Linked DNA regions of Mus musculus: region 1 is linked to region 2. Evidence: chromatin contacts called from public promoter capture Hi-C data. All regions are on one chromosome and are shown on one strand. Each heading gives the region's core, a stretch centred on a gene start, on an enhancer-like site or on the middle of the called end of the contact. The rest is flanking DNA. Distances are from core to core; before and after follow the strand shown.

The links. Capture Hi-C pulls out chosen DNA fragments and counts their contacts.
Region 1: a contact with region 2 is called in a promoter capture Hi-C map of adipose tissue. The contact joins the promoter of Dhx33 here to the promoter of Phf23 in region 2. A contact is called at or near these places in 2 of 39 promoter capture datasets (the C10 cell line and pre-B cells) and 3 of 9 other capture datasets (adipose tissue, liver and pancreatic islet).

What each region holds. Positions count from the first base shown.
Region 1 is chr11:71,000,371-71,007,855 of GRCm38.p6, reverse strand. It overlaps Dhx33 (DEAH (Asp-Glu-Ala-His) box polypeptide 33), which reads left to right and starts at 3,424. Exons shown (of 12, transcript NM_178367.4): 1 at 3,424-3,739; 2 at 6,177-6,337. The coding sequence starts at 3,478. Derl2 (Der1-like domain family, member 2) reads left to right here. Exons shown (of 7, transcript NM_033562.4): 7 at 1-416.
Region 2 is chr11:69,992,488-69,999,894 of GRCm38.p6, reverse strand. It overlaps Phf23 (PHD finger protein 23), which reads right to left and starts at 4,129. Exons shown (of 5, transcript NM_030064.4): 1 at 3,842-4,129; 2 at 2,267-2,298; 3 at 2,057-2,149; 4 at 763-1,594; 5 at 1-657. The coding sequence starts at 3,875. The coding sequence ends at 443. It overlaps Gabarap (gamma-aminobutyric acid receptor associated protein), which reads right to left. Exons shown (of 4, transcript NM_019749.4): 3 at 7,195-7,313; 4 at 4,946-5,436. The coding sequence ends at 5,371.

The sequences.
Region 1 (7,485 bases), core at 2,175-4,674, 1.0 Mb before region 2:
ACCTTGCTTGTCTCGTTCAGCCGCTCTGTTCCGAAGTCTGCAATCACGTCTTAGCCCTTATCAAATGCATATTTTGTGTCTTTTCTCTGAACCTTGCTCCTACTTCTCCCTTGCAGGAACGTCGATTTAAGTTTCTTCAAGACCTTGACACTAAACTCTTAAAACTAAGGCCTATTTCACTGTCTTCTTTAAATCCTTATGAAGCTTCAAATCTGTGCTAAAATTCCTATACCAAATCATATATTGTCTTGTACTGTTCTTAGCTGCTACATGTATGTTAGTTTTGTTCCCCTCATGAGAATGTAAGCTCCTTAAGGGCAGGGACTATGTCTTAATTTTTGTATCCACCACAGTGCCTAGCACTGTGCTTGGCACATGGGTGCTGAATAAATACTTTGTTTATTGATCAGCAAACTATTATCTTGTATTTTTAATTATGAAAGAATCGATGTGTATGTATCCAAACTTGGACCTGATTGCTAAGGTTTAATATTCTTTCTGGAAACAGGATGGAACAAAACTGACCTTGATTGAGGAGCAATGATTTGGTGGCCTTGCAATCGGAGGAGACCGTGAGCTGGTAGGGTCATGGTCGGACCAGGGAGTTACTTCGACAGACTTGGCCACCTCAGATAAGAGTGAAATGTGTCTGACAGATCATCTTTTGGAGGAATAATCAGAATATTCTTTTGAATGCTTAGTATGTGAGCTTCTCAATATGAAAGCCACTGAGCCACAAGAGAGTTTTTTGGAGGGGCAACAGATTTCAGACCGCCACTGAAGGGCAAGTGAGCAACATGCAGGGAAAGATTTAAGTTTCCAACTCTGATCATTTTACTGCTGAGTAAATGGGTTACCAGGAATGAGTTCCTTACAAAAGTGTTAGGTTTTATCTCCACCTTAAAAAAAAAAAACAAACAAACTCTGAGCCAATACTTTAAAAACACCAAAATTTTTGTTTTTCTTTTCTTGTTCTTAAAAAAAAAATGCTTGCATGATAACTGTTGCATATGATTAGTGAGTGCTTCTAGATAAGTGGACTTTGCGGGGGGGCGGGGGGGGGTGTCCGATGCCTCCAGAGGTAATAACACCACCAAGCCTAAAGACCAGATTTCAATCCCTAGGCCACCACATAGCAGGAGAGAAGCAACTGCCATGATTTGTTCTCTGACCTTCCCCCCGCTTCTCTCTTTCACTCACACACACACAATGTATGTTTTTTTAAAGAGGTGTTTTACTTACCAAGAGGTGATTTCACTCACTCAGATGGCCTATTTGGACTCCTGTAATTTATAATACTCCCACGTTGGGTTGCTTCGAATGTGCAGCTACCTATTATTTTGTTTACTCAAGGCCCATAACTTGACATAAGTTATTTTTCTTTTAAGGGTTTGCTTGCCTTCCTAAATCAACATGGGGGTGGGGGGAGGCGCGTGGAAAACATGTCAACTTATTCTTTGTAAGATTTGTTTTTACTATTTAAAATTACATGTACTTATATGTGTCTTTATATAGGTATGTGCACATAAGTTTGGGTTACCTTGAGGTTAGAGGTACGGGATCTTCTAGGGCAGGGGTTTCAGGAGATGGTGAGCTGCCTGGCATGGGTGTGAGGGAACAAATTTGAGTTCTCTCAACAGTGAGCATTCTTAACCCCAAGCCCTGTCTCCATTCCCAAGTCAGTACATTCTTCGTGTACATCCTAAACACACACATTTTTTAGTAACCCCTAGTGTACTGTCAGAAGCTAAATAAAAACTATAACTGGGATTTGGGGGTGTTTGTTTGCTTGTTTTTTTGCTTCTTAGATACATTTATTAAGGTCATATTGTAAATGTTATTTAGATAACTATACAGAGATGTTCCGTGTTCTCATCTAACAGTGTAAGTTTAGCTGACATGATTCATCTTGAATGGGCTGACTTAGTAAAAGATGAGAGTCATTAATCCCATTCCTACCCAAATTTCCTGGTAAACCTGCGTGTAGTAAAGTTTCACGGGGGACCCAGATATTCTTTAAAAGGCTTTAAAGCATCTCAACAGGACCAAAGCCACAGGCCATACCGGATTCCACAACAGACAGATTCACATCTGGGTTTTTTTTTTTTTTTTTTTTTACAAAACAAACAAAAAAAAAACAGGTCTGCATACCAAATTTGATGGATAGCCTTCACATGAGTTGAGAATTATAGAACGCCACATTCTGTATAAGAAACACAATCCGGGGGCTGGTGAGATGGCTCAGTGGGTAAGAGCACCCGACTGCTCTTCCAAAGGTTGGAAGTTCAAATCCCAGCAACCACATGGTGGCTCACAACCATCCAACCAATAAGATCTGACTCCCTCTTCTGGAGTGTCTGAGGACAGCTACAGTGTACTTACATATAATAAATAAATAAATAAATCTTTAAAAAAAAAAAAAAAAGAAACACAATCGGGGACAGCGAGGGCACTGAGAACCCTACGGGTTCCAAACACATGGAGGCTCAACTGGCTGTAACTCCAATTCCAGGGAATCCAACACCCTCTTCTGACCTCCATGTGAGCATTGCAAGCAAGTAGTGCAGGAACATACTCCCAAACAAAACGCCCACACCCTCCAAAGATGAAAAAGCAAAGGTAACCACCCATTCACTCTGTGCCTGTCTTTCTGTGTTGAATTAGCAAAGCATCTAAGAGCTTGTAATTGAACAGGAAGGAAGAACTGGTTATGTACAAGTTTTCTGCAGGAGTAGTGAATACTCGCACTGATTAAGGTGTATACAATAGGGCTGAAAAGCTGTGTAAAGATTGAAAATCTAGTAGGAATGACTGGGAGGTGAGTTAAGGCAATTTTAGTTCCACTCATTTTCTTTTTTATTTCTGCTTGTATTTTTTGAGCCTATCACTTTGTGGGGAAATTACATGATATCAGAATCATAGAATTCACCTTTCCGTAACTGAAGATACTCACTAGTAGCATTTTCAAAATTCTTTGCAGCATCCGAAATGACTTTAGTCTCAGAAAATTTCACTTTCTACATTTATAAATCGGAGCTACCAGTGGGTACCTTAAAACGTACATTGTTTAGAAGAGTAAATGTTTGTGTTCCTCGTTAGATTTACAGAAATAAGTAATTGCCTTAAAACGTGACTATTGTTGGAGCCCGAGATGGGACAGTCATTTTTATTGGATAGAAATGAGAGTTTAGGACAACGTCATTACGCAACAAGACCCTAGGGAACCACACAGCTATCGTCCCCTGTTGTTACTCGGGCCGTTTTTTCGGTCGCACCTCCGACCTTGCTCTCACAGGATGTAAATGCACAGCGCATGCTGGGAATTGCAGTTCCTTTCCTCAAGGCAGGAGGCGGCTGTGAGGTCATCGGTGGTCGCCCAGCACGCCTGCACGTGGCGAGAAAGGGGCGGTGCGCGCTTGCTGTCCCCAGCCGAGCGGAACTGTCTGCGTCCCTGCCTCCGGCCGCGGTCCTCCCGACATGCCGGAGGAGGCGAGCCTCCCGCCCGCTAAGAGATTCCGGCCGGGCTCCTGCCCTCCCGGGAGACGAGTAGTGATGCTGTTGACGGCTGGCGGCGGCGGCGGAGCTGGAGGAGGCCGGAGGCAGACGCCGCCGCTGGCCCAGCCTTCGGCCAGTCCCTACCGCGAGGCCCTGGAGCTGCAGCGCCGGAGTCTGCCCATCTTCCGGGCGCGGGGGCAGCTATTGGCTCAGCTCCGAAACCTGGACAACGCGGTCCTCATCGGTGAGTGGCGGCTTTGGTGGATCTTCCTTGCTCTAGATCCCTGGCTCTGTGCACGAGGGCGGGGTTTCTTAGGGGCTTCTCACTTTCTTTGCGTTGGTTTCTTCCACAAACTTGAAAGGGTTTCAGTGCCCGGTGTGGACAGGGACCTCTGGAAAGAGGCGGACAGAGTTACCCTGCCGGCGCTGACCGCGCTCTGTGAGTTTGAGGATATTCGCCTTCCGTGACGAGGCGTGGGGAGCATATCGGAGGCTCTCAGAGAGCTTTGCAGGATGGGCCTCACCAAGGCTTTTGAGGAGGCAGCTGCGGAGCGGGTCCCTGGGGACCGGCATTCTAAGCGAGGACGGAGAGACTGGCGCCAGAAAGAATTCAGTTGGCGAGAACCAATTTCTTGTGTACGAGAAGAACTTGGCAGTGTTCGAAGGCAGGGACTGACTTCTAGTGGCTTTGCTACAGTATTGACGATAGAGGAGTTCCCGAAGGAATGTCATAAGCGAGAAAGAGACTGGAGTACTGGCAGTCAGTGGAATAGAGTGCTAAGGAGGGAAGTTCCATAACAATATGTAGACATGGTGGGGCGTGGGAGTGCACGTTGGATATGTAGTATTGATTGCAACTCCCACTAAGAATTTTTTCAAAATAACTTTAAGAACAGATCTGGCGTTGGACTGAGGAGTAATTAGGAGGTGAAAGAATGAAGGCAGTGGAAACAGGTTTCTGCTTTGGCCAACCAAGGGAAGCTGAGGCACTTGTAAATAGTCACAGATTTTGGCGAACTGAGCAGAGAGGACACTGAAGATAGATAGAACTAATGGATCAAAGTTTAGGAAATTTCAGAGATGGGGGCGCAGTGCCGGGCATCAGGAGTTATGGAGAGCCCACCTGGCACAGGAGAAAGGCTGTCTCTTTTGAAGTCACATTTGAGAAGATCCAAGAGTTCTGAGGAAAACAAAAGTTCCAGAGCCTCAAGTAGGCTTTTGGGGAGATGGAGACGGAAGACAGGCTGCAAAAACAGGAACAAGATGGACTGTAAAGCTGATGCCCAGGTGAATTTTGTCCCTCTGTTTGTATGGCTGGCATATTCTATTTTAGCAATAGTCAGTTGCCCTGGAATAGGAGTGGGAAAGATGCACAAGAGGCATTGATCTATGTCTGAGGTTGTGTGGAGGGTTCAGTAGGAAAATGCAGGATAATCAGATTCTTGGTCTGAGAGCCTTGGCTAAGTCTGGAAAGGTGAGTGGTCAGAAGCAGGCCGGGAGCTGGAAGAAAATGTAAGACTCATGGACCTGTTAAAGAGGATAAGCCATGGCAAAGAAGGGTGTGCAAGTTTCCTGAGTTGTTCTAATCAGGTGCTTTTAGAGGTACCAACAGACATACACAGGAAACAGCCTTCATTGAGTGCTTGCTCTGTGCAGTGTTTAAGCCTATGAAGAGAGCGTCTGCCCTCTGGAATTAGGGCAGAAACATTTAAGTACTTCTGTACTGTTTGAACCAGGCGTGGTGGTGTACGCCTTTAATCCCAGCACTTGGGAGGCAGAGGCAGGGGGATTTCTGAGTTCGAGGCCAGCCTGGTCTACAGAGTGAGTTCCAGGACAGCAAGGACTATACAGAGAAACCCTGTCTTGAAAAACAAACAAAGAAAAAATACTTCTGTACTGTTTGGAATAATCAGTGCTAGGAGAGAGATGAAGCAGGCACTAAGGATCCTAGAGATGAGGCCCCCTGGTACAGCCCAGAGGGTGAGAGCTTGCAGGCTGACTCATCCTTGAACTTGCCAGTTAGTGAGGCAGGTAGGTATTGTACCCACAGTAGGGTATACAGAGGCAGAAGGTTTGACGAGAGCAGCAAGCAGCAGCCAGAGCAAAGGGCGAGCAGTCTATGAATGGACATCTCGTCGTATCAGTTTTTATCAAGCTATATGACTGTCGTATCTCATCTGTTGTAACTACACCAGTTACCTACCATTATACATGTTTCCAGTTTTGATTGGGGTTTTTGTTTTGTTTTTCATTTTGTTTTTGCTATCATGGGGCAAATTAAATTAAAACATGTTTGTTTTCTTAGACTCAATTTCGGCAAGTGGAATTTGGAGCCAAAGTATATGAACAGTTTGTTTGACAGTCTGTCTATTATGTAGCTCTGGCTGTCCTGGAACTGACTGTGTAGACCAAGCTGACCTAGAACTCAAAAAGATCCTCCTATCTCTGTCTGCTGTGATTAAGCGCACTTGTCACCATGTCCAGCCCATTCTAAAAGTGTTTGAAATGTGATTGGGCCTCCGGGGAAAGAGTGACAGTGACTGTTCGCCAGCCACCTCCCAGGTGCCCATTTGCCTGAGGCTTAGCAACTCAGTGTTTCCTTTTAAGATTTTGTTTTTCCTGACTGTGAGCTGTTGGTTTCCCTTAGTCTCATTTGAATAAGAGTTTCTCTTCTCTCCTAGGGGAAACTGGCTCTGGGAAAACAACTCAGATCCCACAGTACCTCTATGAAGGGGGAATTAGCCGCCAGGGCATCATCGCTGTGACCCAGCCCCGTCGAGTGGCTGCCATCTCTCTTGCCACCAGAGTCTCAGATGAGAAGAGGACAGAACTCGGGAAGCTGGTACCTCATTGTGTTACTTGCTATGAGTACTGTTTAAGTAGCCAGCACCCACTGTGCTCCAGCCTTTTATTTTTCCGAACAAGTTCTTTCTCTGCCTCCCCCTCCCACCCACATCGTTATGTTGACTCAGTATGTAGCACAAACTGGCCTGGTACCCTGAGTTCTCAGTCCTTCTGCCTTAGCCTTCTGCATGCTGCGATTGCAGGGTGTGCCACAATACCTAGTTGAGCAGCTTGCTTCTTTTAAGTAAATAAATAGCCACTGCTATTTAGGTTATGTATTAGTCAGGGTTCTCTAGAGTCACAGAACTTATGGACAGTCTCTAGATAGTAAAGGAATTTATTGATGACTTACAGTCGGCAGCCCAATTCCCAACAATGGTTCAGTCGCAGCTGTGAATGGAAGTCCAAGGATCTAGCAGTTACTCGGTCTCATGCAGCAAGCAGGCGAAGGAGCAAGAGCAAGAGCTAGACTCCCTTCTTCCAATGTCCTTATATTGTCTCCAGCAGAAGGTGTAGCCCAGATTAAAGGTGTGTTCCTTAAACTCGGAGATTCAATCTTCTGGAATCCATAGCCACTATGGCTCAAGATCTTCAAACCAAGATCCAGATAAGGATCTCCAAGCCTCCAGATAAGGGTCACTGGTGAGCCTTCCAATTCTGGATTGTAGTTCATTCCAAATATAGTCAAGTTGACAACCAGGAATAGCCACTACAGGTTAATCTCAGCATTTTCGAGAGATCAGTGACTCTTGGTACTATCAGCTTTGCTTTCATAGGTATTGGCAAGTTCGGTAAATTCGATTTGGATTCTGTAGGTTAGATGTACGTGAAAGCACTTGCATGGAACTTGCTGGAGATTGAACTCAGGTCATCGCACATGCGTGGCAAGTACCCTGCTAATAAGCTGGACGCTTTACCCCTAATTTATGTGTTTAAGACTTCAGGCATGTAATTTTTTTGTTTGTTGGTTGTTTTGTTTGTTGGAGTTTTTTTTGAGACAGCGTCTCACTTGCATCGCTAGCCAGCATGGGACTTAATATATAGACTATAGACTAGAGTCCTCCTGCCTCTGCCTACAGAGTGCTAGGAGTACAGGCATGCAGTTATCATGTCTGTCGTGAAACCTCTTTTAAGTCTACTATATAT
Region 2 (7,407 bases), core at 2,880-5,379:
TCCTCACTCCACAGGCTTTGGTACTCCACCTCTGAGCAACCTCGCTCAAATGGGGGAGCCCCAAATTAAAAATACATCCGGTGTAAAAGAAAGTAAACGGGAGAGAGAAGAAACATGAGGGGAGTGCTGTATTTACACTACAGTTTTATAGACAACTATCCCATTACATCCCAGTTTGAGCCCTGGACCTGCAAGTGAAAAGGGTACAGGGTTGACTGGACAGAGATTCTGTCTACAGATCCAGCCTCCCCGACCCAACTGTAATGGGGTCAACTTCAAGTCCATGGAGCAGGAAGGACAGAGTAGAAGACACTCATTTCCAAATACGTCTCCCTTGGGAATTGTGGCCCTCAAGTGGGGACAGCCTCCTCACTCCAAGGGAAGGCTGGGGACCCTGAGGCTCAGTTCCCAAGTAATGTCACAAGTTCCAGCCTTAGTGATGTCAGGGTTCTCCAGATTTGGGGAGACCCCCTAACCGCCGGGCCTCTGGCCGAAGTTCCTTGCATTTCTGGCAATAAAAGAAGTCGGGAACGTTGGTCTTCTTAATCTTAGCACAGGAGAGGTGGATCCACGTCCCACAGAGGCTGCACTCAATCATGGGCCGCCCCGCAAAGGGCTTTCTGCAGTAACACGTGATCAGATCCCAGGAGTCGTCACCTGGAAAAGACAAATCTCTTTAGTGTTCTGCTTCAAGGCGTCAACTCCTAAGAGCCCCCAAAGCTATCACCTCTGCTCCCCACCCCGGGCAGCCCAACTTCTCACCTGATTCTACCATGATGTCCTCATCCATGACCCGCATCTCGCCTTCACTGGAGCTAGCATCTCCATCTTGGCTTGTTTCTGTGCTGCCCACATCTTTGCCTTCACTGTCAGTAGGGGGAGCACCTTCAGAGTGCACTGTAACAGGGGGCCTGGGGGCCTCAGGGGGTGTTGGGAGCACAGGGGCTGGGACTCCACCCCCCACTGTCATCTCTTCCTCATCATCTTCCTCTTCTTCCTCTTCCTCCTCCTCTTCAGAGTCTGTATCACTGGGAGGAGCCCTAGGAGGGCCAGGAGGTGGGAGTCTATCTCCCCGATCTGCCTTTTTCAACTTCCGCTTCTTGCTCTTCTTGATTCGAGACCGCTTTTCCCCATCCCCAGGAGCTGGTCGAGGTCTCCGAAGCACCCCAAAGCCAGCCCCACCTCCTGGTCCCAACTTTCTATTCTTTCGGTCCTTCTTTCGAGGCTGGGAGAGGTCCCCCTGGGACAGCGGCACTGGGGCGAGAGCAGCGGGGGGCCGGGAAGTATGCGTCAATGATGTGGGAGAGAGTGGAGATGCCACTTTGGGCCCATCCAGATCAAAAAGAGAGTCCTTGAGCTTCATCTTCTCAAGCAGAGTAGCACTGTCAGGAGCCTGCAGACGAGAAAAAGTGGACCTTGGGGGTCCTGGCTGGGTAGGACCTGATTGAACTGCCCTTCTCTTTGATGACTTTGCTTTCTTAACAAAAGTCTGGATAGTTCGAAGGTCCGACGGGGCCGAGTCCCAGCCATCACTGTCTGCTGCACTCTCACCTCGCAATGGAGAGCTAGAGCCAGAGGCTGGCCAATCGCTTTCCTTAAAAGGAGGAAGAGACTAGGGTCAGCCGGAGTCTAGTGACAGCTCAGCCCTGCCACATGTCCAGCATAAAAACCAGGAACTAGACGTATCCCTACCCCAAATCTGATGTGTACTCTATAACCTACCTTCCTCACAGTCCTCAGGGGACCTTTAGAACACAGAAGCCACAGCTGTTACTTCCAGCACTGTTTTCAGTATCTCGTTTGCTAGGACACTCATCTCCCTACAGCTTACCTGGAAACACTTTTCTGTTAACAGCCACTCAAAACCATTAAAAAGTCTTGAGCAACACTCCAAATTTTTGTTTCTGCCGTTCATTGCCGTTATTCCATCCCTCCAAACCAGCTCTCCCACCATAGCCCTAAGGGCTTCCGGTTTTCTTAGTCTTGCATATTACAGTAGGCTCTTCCTATAAAGTAATTCACTCTGCCTCACCTCAGCTACTTTTCTGTTCCTTACCTCTTTGCTAGGGGGGATGTAACCAGCATAGGCCAAGACAAAACTGCAGAATTTGTTAAAATCCTCAATGGTTCTCCGCCTTTTCTCCGGTGGCTAAATGGAAAGACAAAACACGATCGTATGGAAGCCAGGCACGAATGTTAAAGGAGCCCTTCCCCAAAACACAGCCCCCTAAATTGTCACTCAGTGTTCTGGTATGGGACAGCTCACCTGAGTCTCTGGTTTAAGAGTCGGAGGCGGATCTGTGAAATCAATAAAAGCTGAGTCAAGGCACTAGAAAAGAGTCCGTGTAAAATCCTACCTCTAAACCTCGGAGTTCCCGACCTAATCCCATCCACCGTGAGGTCGCCTAGCCCAGCCAGCCACAGCCCCCAGCTGTGCCGGACCCGCCCCTGCTCCCCCTTCCGCCCCAAGGGGCGGAGCCTGGGCGCGGCGCCCTCCCCGGCCTCGCTATAGCGCTCCCCTTCCCCCACCCCGAGGCCCGGCGCCCCGCCCCCTCCCAGCCTCTCCAGTCAACTCGGCTCTCTTGGCGCCCCACCCCGCCATACCGCTCCCGGGGCGAGACCAGGCCACCGCCCGCCCCCGTCCTTCACACGCGCCCGGAGCCCAGAGTTCCCAGCCGGCCGCGCTCCACTGCCCTGGGCCCTCCGAGACCGCACAAGCCGCCTGCCCGCCCCCAGGGTCCAGGATGACCACGCTGAACTGCTCCCCGCCCTCCGGGCCCCTTCGACTCGAACACGAGGCCGGGCGCGCCCCTCACCCCCACCCCAAACACACACAGGCTCACACTCCCCAACGCTACTTCGCGTCCGGGACGGGCGAAGAGCTGCAGCCCGGAGCCAGACCCCCACCCCACCCCGCGGCCGCGCTCCCCACAATTTCGCTGTCCCTCCGCCCCCATCCGGGGCTTTAGCCCCTCCCTCCCCGTCTCGAGCTCTTCGGGCTCCCCGCCGGGCCCCCGGGCCCAGTTCCGAGCTTCTCCGGCCGCCCCCCTCCCGCCCCCGGACTCAGCGAGTCCCTTAGGCTACGGACCCATAAACTCTAGCCCCCGGTCACCCTCCAGCCGCTCCACAGAAGGCCCCCTGACGACGCCGCTACCCCCAATACACACTCCACAACTCGGAAGCTCTTGCCCCGGCCGACCAACCCCCCACCCGCGCAAGTTGCCGGTCTTAACCCCCACACACACACACCTCGCCCCGCCGCCCCTACAAGTACCGGGCTCGCCTCGCTTCCCAGTTCTCCGGCCCCACAGCTGCCCCTCGGTATCGGGCTCTCTACCGGAGACAATACCCAGACCCTCTCCCCACTCCACAACTACCTGCCCACCCCTCTAACAATCACCAAGCTAGCTCTGGCGGCAACTACGAGGTGCTCAAGCGCCACCGCCACCAACTCCCCCACCTCGGCCAACTACCGGGCCCCTCACTCAATCCTCTTCGTGCTCCCTCAACTCTACGGAGGGCAAGCAGCTTCCCCCAGCCTCTCTGTCTCAGAGCTCCAAGCAGTCCGAGGCCTTTTCAGCCCTTAGTTCCCGAAGCTGGGTCTCGGGCGCTCAGACCCCGCACCGCCACTCTCCACGCTGTACCTGATGTCTAACTATCCCGACCCAGTCTCCCGCTCCTCTTTCTCCAAGCTATCTCAACTCATCGCCCTTCCACCTCAAGAGCCAGGGCCCCGACCCCCTTTCCCGCACTCCTCCGTTGGGTGCCGGGGCTCGACCTCCAACTTTGCCCATTGAATCCTCACCCCGCTCCCTGTCCTCTGTGCCTATGGAGTGCTTACCTTCGGGACTGGGCTCCGCCATGGCTTCCAGCATCGCCCCCTCCCCTCCACCCGGTCCGGCGACCCCCTCCTCGAAGCCGGGATTCCCGGTGCTGCCTTGAGTGCTCCGTGTTTCTACCGCCTCGCTCCACCGAAGTGTCCGCTTGGCGCGGTTGAGACTCCACTCCGCTACCGCCACCTCCCTCCACCACTGCCTCCCGCACTCCCGGACCGGGCCCCCTCCCCCCGCACCGCCGGCCGCCTGCTCCCTCCTCCTCCTCCTCCTCTCTCCTCCCTCCCTTCTGCCCCTCCCCGCCGGCACTATCGCGCAGTGCACCAAGGGATTTGTAGTCTGTGCAGGGGCAGCGGAAAGGGGTATGCAAGATCCTCCGGAACTTCAGTTCCCAGGAAGCCACGGATTGGCGCAGGCGCAATAAACAACTTCCCCCCACCACCAGGGGAGTGGCGGGGAGATACGCAACGGGGAGCGGGAAGAAGAGCGGAAGAGTGCACATTGACTCCCGGGAAGTGTAGGCTGGGCGGGACCAAGAAAGTAGACGAAGAAGGGATTATAACTCTCGGCCACCATACTGCCTCACTTTGTACCTTCTTTTTACCCCCTCAGGGTACCGCCCCACTTCCGGCCAAAAGAAGAAATGGATGCTGGGAGATGAAGTTCTCCTAGTAATAATGGCACCTTCTAGTATTTGCCCTCTCTCAAATTCTACTTTACAGACTCCCATACCCTGGCACAACCTCTGCCAGTGGCAGCAGTAATAGACAGTCCTTTTACCACCTCCCAAACATGAACATATCTTCTTTAATGTAAAGTAACATCTGGATATTCTTACTTAAAAATGGTACTTTCAAACTTTCTCCATACCTCCCCACACTAGCAACCACCACCTCTCTGTTTACATCACACCCCAATACACACATAAATAAAATGGAACTTTCATGAGATAATGTTCACATTATTCCACTCACTAAAAAACAGGAAATTACCAACATCAACAACGCGTTTCTATTTCACTGATCTATACCTCAATCCTTCCCCTTTCCCACTACTGAAGTTCACGATACTTGAAACAAAAAACCAGGAGGTGGAATGACACAGGGCAAATTCAATTCAGCTCGGTGGTTTCCTTTTTATTGATGTGCCTCCTACCTCCCCCATCCAATGTCAATCCCTTCCACCTACCCCCCAAAAAGAAGATAGTGAAAGGAAGGGATTATTGGGGTTCTGAGCCCGATGGGCAGTTAGAAAGGGAATAGAAACCAAAACAATCATCGGATGTGACAGAGATCGACAATCAAGAAGTCTAAATCAGAGTGGGAATGGAGGGTAAACAAGGGGAGAAAGAGATGTATGGAGGCTGTATCTACCATTACCCCTCCTGCTGAGAGGGACTGGAGAGACAGCCTCAAACATTAAGTGCAGGTCCTGAAGAAAGGAGGTGGTGTTTGAGCCTGAAGGAGGAACTGGATGTCAAGGAAGGAGCGCCACCTCTCTTCGTAGAATGGAACCCCCCACCTCAGGTACAGCAGCTTCACAGACCATAGACGCTTTCATCACTGTAGGCAATGTATAGAAAGAAGTCTTCTTCATGGTGTTCCTGAAGTAAATGCAAAAGGGGGGGGGGAGGTTAAGGGAACTCGTTACTCAACCATTCACCACCAATACCTCAATTCCTCAAGAACCACTTTAAGCATTGCCTGGTAATTTCAGATGCAGGAAAGGGCCGAAAGGTAAAGGCTACCAAGGCAACTTAAGAACCGGACTCAAAATAGATTTGAAGATACAGATCATCTGTAAGCAACAGTAGGCACTAAACGTGGTCCCTAGTACAGAAGGAATAAAAGAAAAGCAATCATTCCTATTTTATCTCTCTCCTATAGGAAAGGCTGACTTGGACTGGGTGGTAGTGGTGCACACCTTCAATCCCAATGCTCTGGAGGCAGAGGCAGGCAGAACTCTGTGAGTTAGAAACCAGCCTGGTCTACAGAGTGAGCTCCAGAACAGCCAGGGCTACACAGAAAGACTATGTCTCAAAAAACAAAACAAAACAAAACAAAACAAAACAAACAAAAACAAAAACAAAAACAAGCTGGGCTTGGAAGCGCAAGCCTTTAATCCCAGCACTTGGGAGGCAGAGGCAGGTGGATTTCTGAGTTCGAGGCCAGCCTGGTCTACAAAGTGAGTTCCAGGACAGCCAGGGCTTTACAGAGAAACCCTGTCTCTGAAAAAAAAAAAAAAAAAAAGAAAGAAAGAAAGAAAGAAAGAAAGAAAGAAAGAAAGAAAGAAAGAAAGAAAGAAAGAAAAAGGCTGACCTCACTGCCCGGTGTGGTGGCACACGCCTTTAATCCCAGCACTCGGGAGGCAGAGGCAGACGGATTTCTGAGTTCAAGGCCAGCCTGGTCTACAAAGTGAGTTCTAGGACAGCCAGGGCTATACAAAGAAACCCTGTCTCAAAAAAACAAAAAACAAACAAAAAAAAAAGAGGCTGACCTCAAACTCACTATACTATGTAGTCAACAACTTCCAACTTGATACTGCTGCCTCGGCCTCTACCTTCCTCTGCTTCCACAGTGCTGGGACTGAAGCTGTGCATGATCATGCCCCACGTTCAGTGGTTTTGAGGGTTTTTAATTTGGGGATTTTTATTTTTGATTGTTTTATTTTTATTTTTATTTATTTATTTATTATTTTTTTTTTTGAGACAGGGTCTCACTACTAAGTATCTCTGACTAATCAGGATAGACTCAAACTCAAAAGAGACCCACCAGCCTCTGACTCCTGGATGATCGGATTAAAACTGTGTGCAGAAACAGCTGTGCTTTGGATTTAAAGGATCAAAGGTATGTGTCACCATTCAGGATGAGGACTTATAACAACTCTAACACCAGCACTCAAGAGGCATAAGCAGGAAGCTCTCTGAGTCTGAGGTCAGCCTGGTCTGTGTGTCAAGTTTAGGGCAGTGGTGGCGCACACCTTTTGTTAAGCCCAGCCCTAGGGAGGCAGAAACAAGTGGGTCTCTGGGAGTTTAGAGGCCAACCTGGTCTACAGAGGGGATTCCAGGACAGCCAGGATTATACAGAGAAGCCCTGTCTCCTAAAGAAAACGAACAGAAAGTAACAACAACAACCACCACTCCTCAAACGCAATCTATTCTTTGACATCTGGGACTCTTGGAGAGACTCACTTAGGTAGTAAGTCCCAGTCAGAACAACTCCACCAGTTCATACTCCTCCCTATTCTCAGCGCTAGTAAGATCCCACGGCAGGGCTGTACTGACATTTTAAAGTTAGCCAGCAGCGACCGCTGGCCTTTACTTTCCTCTCCAAACACTACCGTTCCTTCCAAGGTACTGTACCTGGTACAGCTGACCCATCGTGGCACTGGTGGGTGGAATGACATTGTTGACAAAGAAAAACAAGGCATCTTCAGCACGGAGATGAATTCGCTTCCGGATCAAGAAGTAGAATTGACCAACTGCCAAAAACAGGAGATGCAAGCAAGTCACAGAGGTCGTAGGCGCCTCCAGAGAACAGCTGCCAGGTGAAGCCTCCTCCCACAGAGTTGGCAG